Regions from separate parts of the Mus musculus genome. Here all the other regions are linked to region 2. The links are chromatin contacts, called in public Hi-C maps. All regions are on one chromosome and are shown on one strand. Each heading gives the region's core, a stretch centred on a gene start, on an enhancer-like site or on the middle of the called end of the contact. The rest is flanking DNA. Distances are from core to core; before and after follow the strand shown.

Region 1 (2,700 bases), core at 200-2,699, 150 kb before region 2:
ACCGAGGGGACAGGTTGCAACACACCAGTCTGAAAATGAACAGACTCATAGTTATCCAGAAACACTTCTTGTTACTCAAATGGTTTCCACATAGGAGGTCTCTGTGGCCTTTTCTTTCAATGTCCCTACTAGGAAGGGTGCTTGGGTCCTGGGTTTGAAATAGAGCTGGTTAGATCTCCCACTTTCTACAAGAGAAAATCAAAACCAAACGAATTTTACAAAGCGAACACAGGTCTTTGACCTGCTGGCATAAATCTTTGGTTGGAGGAAACAAGCACTTTCAAAATTCTCATTTTCATCAGAAAGAAGTTTTACCTGATCGTTTGAACTCTAAAAGACTCTAAATTTAAAACATCCCACCTGCTCATCCCACCCCCAACCCCCACCCCTGCACAAACAAACCCCGTTTGTTCTTCTTCCTCAAACCCCGCCCCCTGCTCTCAAGCAGAAAAGCCCGGATCACTCCTTGTCTCCATGTTTCTGAAAAGCCACCCAAAAGTGACCATGGTCACCACCCACCCCACACCCAAGACCAATAAAACTCCCTTGCTTTAGCCTGGGCATGTGACTCCATTGACCTCTACCCATGAATCAGTGAATCCATCTGAGAGCTGCCTCTCAATAAACCCGCCCTCATACTCTTGATGTGGCTTGAATTGGCTCGTTACATTGGGAGAGAAACCTGAAAGTTAACCTTTGCTCCTGAACTGGTGGATTCTGGGAGGGATGGTTGTTATTTTCAGCCGTGCACCCCTTTGTTGAGCCTGCCAGGCTCCAGTGGATAACTCCAAACCCGTGGTCATTGGAGAAGGCCTTGGTTAAAAATCAGCGGTGGCTCAGGAATTGTGCAGAAGAGTTTTGTTAGGAAGAGGGGCCATTGGCAGAGGTGGGAAACAGCTAAGAGGGGGGGGGGGGGGGGAGGAATGAATATCCAGAGTACACTGTATAGACATGTATGGAATTACCCAAACAAAATCAATTAATGGTAAATGTTTTCTGCTGTGCCTGTCTAGACAGAAGGGCAAAAGGGTCTCAGGGCACTTGGGTTGTCTTGAGTGACGGGGAAGAAGTGGCCACATGGCACTGTCCCACTTCCTGAAGAATGGCAAGGATGGGCCACCACTCATTCCACAAATGCGTAGAGTCCTCGAGAGGCCAGGATCTAGACAGGCTCACCACAGCTGAGAGGACAGATCAGCTGCGTCCTGGATCCTCTCACTGCTTCCATTTGGAGGAGGCACAGGAGAAAGGCAAGGAAATCACAGGGTTATAAAATGACTTCTAGAAAGTGATACCTTCCTGTGTCTCTGGGCATGAAACACAGGCTAGAGAGATTTAAAAAAAAAAAAAAGAAGTTGGGTGGAAACGGTTTCAGTGGTATTGCAGAGCTAGTGGTACCAGCAAAAGCCCATTGTGCCATGTCCTGTGGGCAGTGACATCATGGGTGGTAGCCTGAGTTTAGCCACAGGGCTAGTATTGTTACCAGGGAAACTGGCCCCTCCCTGCTGCAGCCGACCTAACACTGAACAGAAAACCAGGAAGAAAGTTGTTTACTGGAAAGAATTTTCATTTTGAGTTTCAATATAAAATCAGAGGCTCTGTGTGTGTGTGTGTGTGTGTGTGTGTGTGTGTGTGTGTGTGTGTGTGTGTTTGTGTGTGTTTGTGTGTGTGTGTATGTGTGTGTCTTCTTTGAATCGGCTTATCATGAACCATTTCTCAAGTTACTATTCATTTTTTTAGTATTTGCTTACTCTTTTAGTTATTCTTACATGTGCATGCTTTTGCACGTATGTGCATGTTTACATGTGTATGCTGCTCTGTGTGTGGATGGTCTTGGAAACCAGCAGAGGGTGTTGGATCCTTTGGAGCTGAAGTCACAGGTGGTTGTGAGCCACCCAGCATGGGTGCTGGGAACCAAACCAAGTCTTTCAAAGGAATGGCAACTGCTCCTCCCAACTGAGCCATCACTCCAGCCCCCACTAGATTATTCCTTTTGTTTTTAAGAAAGGCAAGCCATATCTTACATCCTGTTTCTGTTGTTTGTGTGGGTGTTATTGCTTTTGATGTTTTAGAGACAGGATTTATCCTCTAAGCAGCCCAAGCTAGGTATGGACTTACTTTGTAACCCAGGCTATCCTTGAACTTAATCTACAATACTGGTTCCTAGCTCCACCTTCTGAGTGCTGGAACTATAGGCATGTGCTACCATGCCATGCTTAGTCCTTGCTCCCTCCTTCCTTCCCTCCCTCCCTCCCTCCCTCCCTCCCTCCCTCCCTCCCTCCCTTCCTTCCTTCTTTCCTGCCCTCTCTCTCCCTCCCTCCCTCCCCCTCTGTCTCTGTCTCTGTCTCTCTCCTGTGGGTGTATATGTGTGTCCATGCATCTGTGTCTTACTGTGCAGCCCAAGCCACCTCAAATTTCCAATCCTCCTGCCTCAGCCTCCTGAGTGCTGGCATCGCTCCACTCCTGGCTCTCAAATGGCTATTTTTTTTCCCCACAGCATTTTTAGAAACACAAAGGAGAAGGCTGATTTTTTTTTTTTTAAATCTGGCCTGCTCTTCAACGTTAAGTGCACTGATTCAAGTGGCTGCAGATTTTATGGCTTCTCCCCAGAACAGGAGCTCCCCCTTTCCATTCTCCTCAGGCTCACCCATAAAGCTTTTCTGTTTTTTGGGGGGGGGTGTGTGGGAGGGGGAAAATTCC
Region 2 (2,700 bases), core at 141-2,640:
GAAGCTGAAGCCATGACATGCCTGAGTTTTTGGGGACAACAAAACAGCAATAGTTGTATTCTGCAGTCATGCTCTTTGCTCAGTGGCCTTCTGGAAGTCAATGTGTCACCTTGTTGGATCTGCATACCAGAATTAAGACAGCTCTATCTAGAACACTCACCCCATCACCTTTACCAGCCAACTGAGTTGTTCAAGAAAGACAAGTGGCTATGGAGAGACAAAAGTCTAGAGCTCACTTCAGCCTCTCTTAGACTGTTCTGGAAAATGGGATGATGGTAAGTCCTTTGTACTAACACTGTCAGATCAAATAAGGCAAGAAATATGGTCTATGTCACTAATCTGCTCATAATATGAATCCATGGAGGTTAAGAGAACATGCACAATTAGCAGAATTAAAGTTTTTAAGCGAGCTTGGGGTTGGACACAAGCTCAGTCTATAGACAGGGTGCTTGCTTGGAGTGTATGAAACCTTATGTTTGATCTCAAGGACCTCATAAGAGCCAACAAACAAAACCAAGGATGGTGATACAGGCCCTCAATCTTAGCCCTGGGGGAGGTGGAGGTAGATGGATCAGAAGTTCAAGGTCTTTTTCAGATACACAGTGACCTCAAGGCTAGCCTTGGCTACATGATATCTTGTTTCAAACAAAGCTACCTCCAAACCTTCAAAATATTGGCTCCGTGGTGTATTCCAGCAGTTTCCCTCAAGTTTTCCCTTGATGTTTCAAGGATTCACGTTGCTGTTGTTTTGTTTCAACTTCCCAAGCTCTTTAGGTCTATTGATCCAACTAAGCCCTTAGCCTTGTTCTTTTCTCCCCAGGATCAAGGAAAGCAGAAACTTAAGAGCCAGGGAAGGCTCCACCCAGCTTACTCACAGATTAATGGGAAACATACTGTTCAATTTCTCTCCAAGCTACCTACTATCTCCCCACTGTAATTCAAGGCTCTGGAGATGGTCAATTTTCCTTCCCGCCTTTTTCTGAGCTTGATGTCTATCCACTCTTGATGCCCTGGCCACTGGACTCCTCTCTATGAGGACATGTAACTTTGTTTTTTGGAAAAAAAAAGTCCTTGGTAAAGGTGCTTTGTTTGGCAGTAGGTTGGGGGCATGCTGCATAGCTGAGTCCCCTGTGCTGGCCCATAGTACCTTTTCTTTTATTCCCTTCATTTTCTCTTTTGATACAGTCTCGTTTATAACCTAGGCCTGTCTCAAGATCTTTACAGTGGAACTTGGCCTTGAACTCCTGACCTTCCCACTTTCATCCCAAGGGCTGGTTTTACAAGAGTGAGCCACCACTCCCTGCTCATAGCCACTTCTCCCTTTCGACTGGCCTTTTCTTCATCATCACACTTGTGGGCATTAACTCTGAGTCATGTTGGCGGTTTTTTTTTTGTCATGAAGTCCTGCTTCATAGTTTAGTTCAAGGCCACCAGAGTGTCGCAAGACAACACAGATCATCCAAATGAGGCAACATGAAAGAAAATATCAGAAGTGTTTTCTTGGCAACGACTTTTGATTACATTGAATCAATATTGAAAGTAGCAAAATCATGGTAGAAATTTTCATAGAAGAATTTCTCCCTAGTTGTGTCCTTAGGGATTCGATCTGAGACCTAGTGTGTGCTAGACTAACCCTACCACTAAGCCACATCCCTCGCTCTTCATTTTTTTGTGTTTGACTCTGTCTTATTTTATTTTGAGGCAAGAACTCACTATAACCTCCGTTGGCCTTACACTTACTCTGTAATACAGACTGTTTTCAAACTAGGAATCTTTTTATTTCCATTTCTCCAGTCTTGGAATTACAGGTATACTCTCCCAGATTTGGACCCTAGGAAAAATGAGGACATCCTTGGCTGGACACAGTGTCTTGGTCCTGATGTTTTGAAAGCAGATGGAGAATTAACTAGTTACGCCTTGGAGGATACTGCAATTTTGTAAGAAATTCAGATGCTGAATGAGGAAGTTGAAACTGAATTGGACACATATGGCAGCTGTGAGTCTTGGGGCAAACTACTGACTTCAGAACTTCAGCTTCCCCATTGGAGAAGGGAAAGAACATGGCTATCCCCTTAGAGAATCTCCTAAGGGTATTAAAAAGTATTCTGCAGAAGTGCCTGGTCAACACTGAGCACTCAGTAAACGTTATCATTACAGTCCTCCATGTTAATATTGCTGTAAGTATGCTCTGTGCCAGGGTATGGATAGGACTGAGGTCCACAAAAATATGGGGTTGAGGTTCCAATGAGATGTCTCAGCCGGTAAAGGCACTTGCTGCCAAACTTACAAACCCACCGACTTTGATCCCTAGGATTCAAATAGCAAAAGGAGAGAGTCTGATCATACAAGTTATCCTCTGACATCCACATGTGTGCTGTGGCACACACATGTCCACATGTGGGAATGAACATACCCATCAAATAAATAAGTATAATAAAATAAAACTTCAAAAGCAAATACATGATTGAGACTTCTCCCTTCTGGGAGAATATTCACCTCCTCTGGTCTCCATCAATGGCTAGGGTTTCCCCAATCTGGGGGAGTCCATACTGTGGCTACCTGGGAGCTTTACCCCATGTAATCCACCCTCTTGTACAGGACCCAGAGTTAAGCGTCTAAAACCCTTCACAGGTGATTCCAATATGCAGCCAAGGTCCTAACTTCCTGGATCATTTGTAGGATATACTATGGAAGGAAAAG
Region 3 (2,700 bases), core at 64-2,563, 170 kb after region 2:
GCATCCAGCCATCCACTGGCTCATGCTCATCCATCCATCCATCCATCCATCCATCCATCCATCCATCCATCCATCCATCCCCTCACCTATAAATCCACTTACTCATCTTATTCAACTGTTGATGCATCACCCCTCTGTCTAGTCATACATTTATGCACCATCTGCTGCTCATACATTCATCTGCCCATCTATCTATCCATTCATATAATCACCCATCATCCCATCTATTCATTCATTCACAGATTGTCCATTTGCCCATCCATCCATTCAGCCACCACCAGTCTACCTAGTCATCCATGTAATGACCCACAGATCCTTCTGCCCATCCATCCATCTAGCCATTCACTGCCAAACCATCTACTTATCTATTCAATCACCCATGGACCACCCATCTTTCCATCCATGTATGATTTACTCATATACACATTCTGATAACACTCTGAACTCTACTCTCAGTGTCAGCCCTGAAACCAGAATGGTGATCAAGAGACCCCGAGGAACATCTATCTGGATAGGAGTAATAATCTCTGGAAGATGTCAACTCAACAGCAGTCACTAAAGAATGGTAGACTTTCTCAGACTGCAGGAAAGTTAAATAAGCTGCAATCTTGGAGGTCAGCCTAGCATCAGGAGGGGGTAACAGAGGGGTGGATGACAAAGGTAGAGAATTCTGGATCACAAAATGGGGTAGAGAGGAAAGCAAAAGAGGGAGATGAGAAAAACATTTGCAACTGCAGAGGGCTGGCTAATAGGACAAGATTCTGTATTGCTTGGCTGGTTGCTTTGGAGTAGAATTTGTCCTGGTTAATACCTACCCATCCTCCCAACAAAAGGAGACTCTGGTCATATGACAGTTTCATTTCCCCAGGGACATTCTTGGCATTTTCTTCTTCTCCTTTCTCCCCTCTATCTGGGGGTTCATTTCCTTCCGGAGGGGAAGTACAGTGTGCCAGGTTTTGGCTTGTCGCCAGAGCTCTGGGAGAATTCCCACTGCTCCCTCTGCCTCCAACCTCTGAGCGGATGGAGAGATTGGAAATCAGCGACGTGTTCTCTTAGAAAGCCTAAGCTGGCTGCGGGATGCCAAGTGATGCTATCAATTGATTAACACACAGCCTGCCAGCTTCCTGCATGATAAGACCAGCCCCGTCCAGGAGGGAAGGCTGCAGTCCATTAGGAACGAGGAGCTCCTCACCTCCAGCCACACACCTTCAGCCTTTCCTGTGTGCCACCACGTGCTCTGAGCCCACTGCTGCACAATTCAAAGTGCAGCGGGCTCACACCATGTCCCTGGGGTTGGAGCCACAAGAGGGAATTACAAGCTGGCAGCTTCCTGCAAAGCACAGCTGCCATTGCCTGTGCAATGGGGAAGGATGTGGGGGTTGGAAGGCTGCTACCTTCTCACAGCAGATACCAGAAAAGTAGCTCTATATCCTTCCTCCACCCTTTCTTCATTTCTTTCCTCATTCCTTTTCTTCTATGTTCTTTTTTTTGTTTTGTTTTCCTGTCTCTCCTGTTTCTTCCTCCTACTTCCCCTTCTACCATCTTCCTGGACCTCCATACATAAACAGAGACACACCAAGGTGGAAAGAAAATACTAGGAAAATTAAGAACAGATAGGGGCTGAGGAAGTGGCCTAACTGGTTAAAAGCACTTGCTATCCTTTTAGAGGATCTCCATTCAGTTTCTAGAATCATCAGGGCAACCTTCAACCATCTGTAACTCCAGTCCCAAATGATTCGTTGGCATTTTCTGGCCTCTGTGGTCACTGGGCACCCATGTACACATACATGCCTATGTACAAAACACACACATGAAATTAAAACAAATCTAAATAGGGAAAGACAAGTAGCAGTGGGAGAGGAGGGGAGAGTATGTAGGGAAAGGAGAAGCATCTTCCATCTCTGGTGGGGGACAGGATGCACTGAGTGTAAATAGCTAGGATCAAGGGGCACACAGCTTGTGAAAGCAGAGAACAGACCACAGCAGCTCCTCTGAGGAAATGCTGTAGAGACAGAAGAAAGCATTTGCTCTGTTCTAGTGAGGTAGACACAGATGTAAGGCTCCAGACAAGAGAACTCAAAGGTTTGGCTGACTGGATGGGGGTTAAGACAAAAAGCCCAACAGCCTAGATCATCAGGCTTGAAGACCAGAAGGCATGGAAGCTCCAGCCAGCAGGCTTGGAGAACTACTGGCAAACTTAGTTCCTATCCTCTTATCCTTGCTACGTAATGATGGGGGCAGGCAGATGATGCCCTTATCTTTATTTCTGTGCCCACCTGGATTTGCTCCTTGGTAAAAAGCATCTCTCATAGGGCTGTGAGCCTCACAACACATCTCCTTGAAGCCTAGGGAATCTATGGGTCCTTCCTGTGCCCTCTTTACCTCCAAAGGGCTAACACAACTGAAAGTGGCTTCTGGATTCAGTGTCTGGCTAAAGGAAAAAAGCTGGAGGGTGTTCAGGGTTGGCTGGCAGGGGATGTCTGGACGAATTAGTAAATTAGCAGGGATGACTTCTGCTGGAAAATGAATGGGATGTCCACATGATAATTGGACAGACTCCTCCTCAATGAGGTCACTTGGATTCTTGCAGATAGAAACTAGACCACTACTCGTAATGGAGAAGAGTCCTGGAAACACACCTCTGAAATTTTTTCACATGCCTTGGCTAGAAGCTGGGAAAGATACTCTCAAAGTAATTCT

The links. A called contact is a pair of places that touch in the nucleus more often than the background predicts.
Region 1: a contact with region 2 is called in a Hi-C map of bone marrow-derived macrophages, with 47 read pairs. The contact joins two enhancer-like sites. A contact is called at or near these places in 3 of 484 Hi-C or Micro-C datasets (bone marrow-derived macrophages, macrophages and neutrophils) and 1 of 115 datasets of contacts at active chromatin or transcription factors (bone marrow-derived macrophages).
Region 3: a contact with region 2 is called in a Hi-C map of bone marrow-derived macrophages, with 43 read pairs. The contact joins two enhancer-like sites. A contact is called at or near these places in 3 of 484 Hi-C or Micro-C datasets (bone marrow-derived macrophages, brain and cortical glia) and 2 of 115 datasets of contacts at active chromatin or transcription factors (bone marrow-derived macrophages and neural progenitor cells).

Annotation. Positions count from the first base shown.
Region 1 is chr8:115,275,037-115,277,736 of GRCm38.p6, forward strand. The region is part of intron 8 of Wwox (WW domain-containing oxidoreductase); the gene reads left to right. Among named protein-coding and RNA genes, the nearest start is that of Gm39257, 320 kb to the left of the region's middle. Within about 2 kb of position 1,450, at least 51 of the 459 cell types and tissues checked have an H3K27ac peak or open chromatin away from gene starts, as enhancers often do. A contact at or near this core is called in bone marrow-derived macrophages and neutrophils, where this site is marked.
Region 2 is chr8:115,421,876-115,424,575 of GRCm38.p6, forward strand. No RefSeq gene overlaps it. Among named protein-coding and RNA genes, the nearest start is that of Gm39256, 220 kb to the right of the region's middle. Within about 2 kb of position 1,391, at least 44 of the 459 cell types and tissues checked have an H3K27ac peak or open chromatin away from gene starts, as enhancers often do. A contact at or near this core is called in bone marrow-derived macrophages and neutrophils, where this site is marked.
Region 3 is chr8:115,596,453-115,599,152 of GRCm38.p6, forward strand. Gm39256 (a long non-coding RNA gene) reads right to left here. Exons shown (of 2, transcript XR_879215.3): 2 at 1-2,700. Among named protein-coding and RNA genes, the nearest start is that of Gm39256, 47 kb to the right of the region's middle. Within about 2 kb of position 1,314, at least 19 of the 459 cell types and tissues checked have an H3K27ac peak or open chromatin away from gene starts, as enhancers often do. A contact at or near this core is called in bone marrow-derived macrophages, where this site is marked.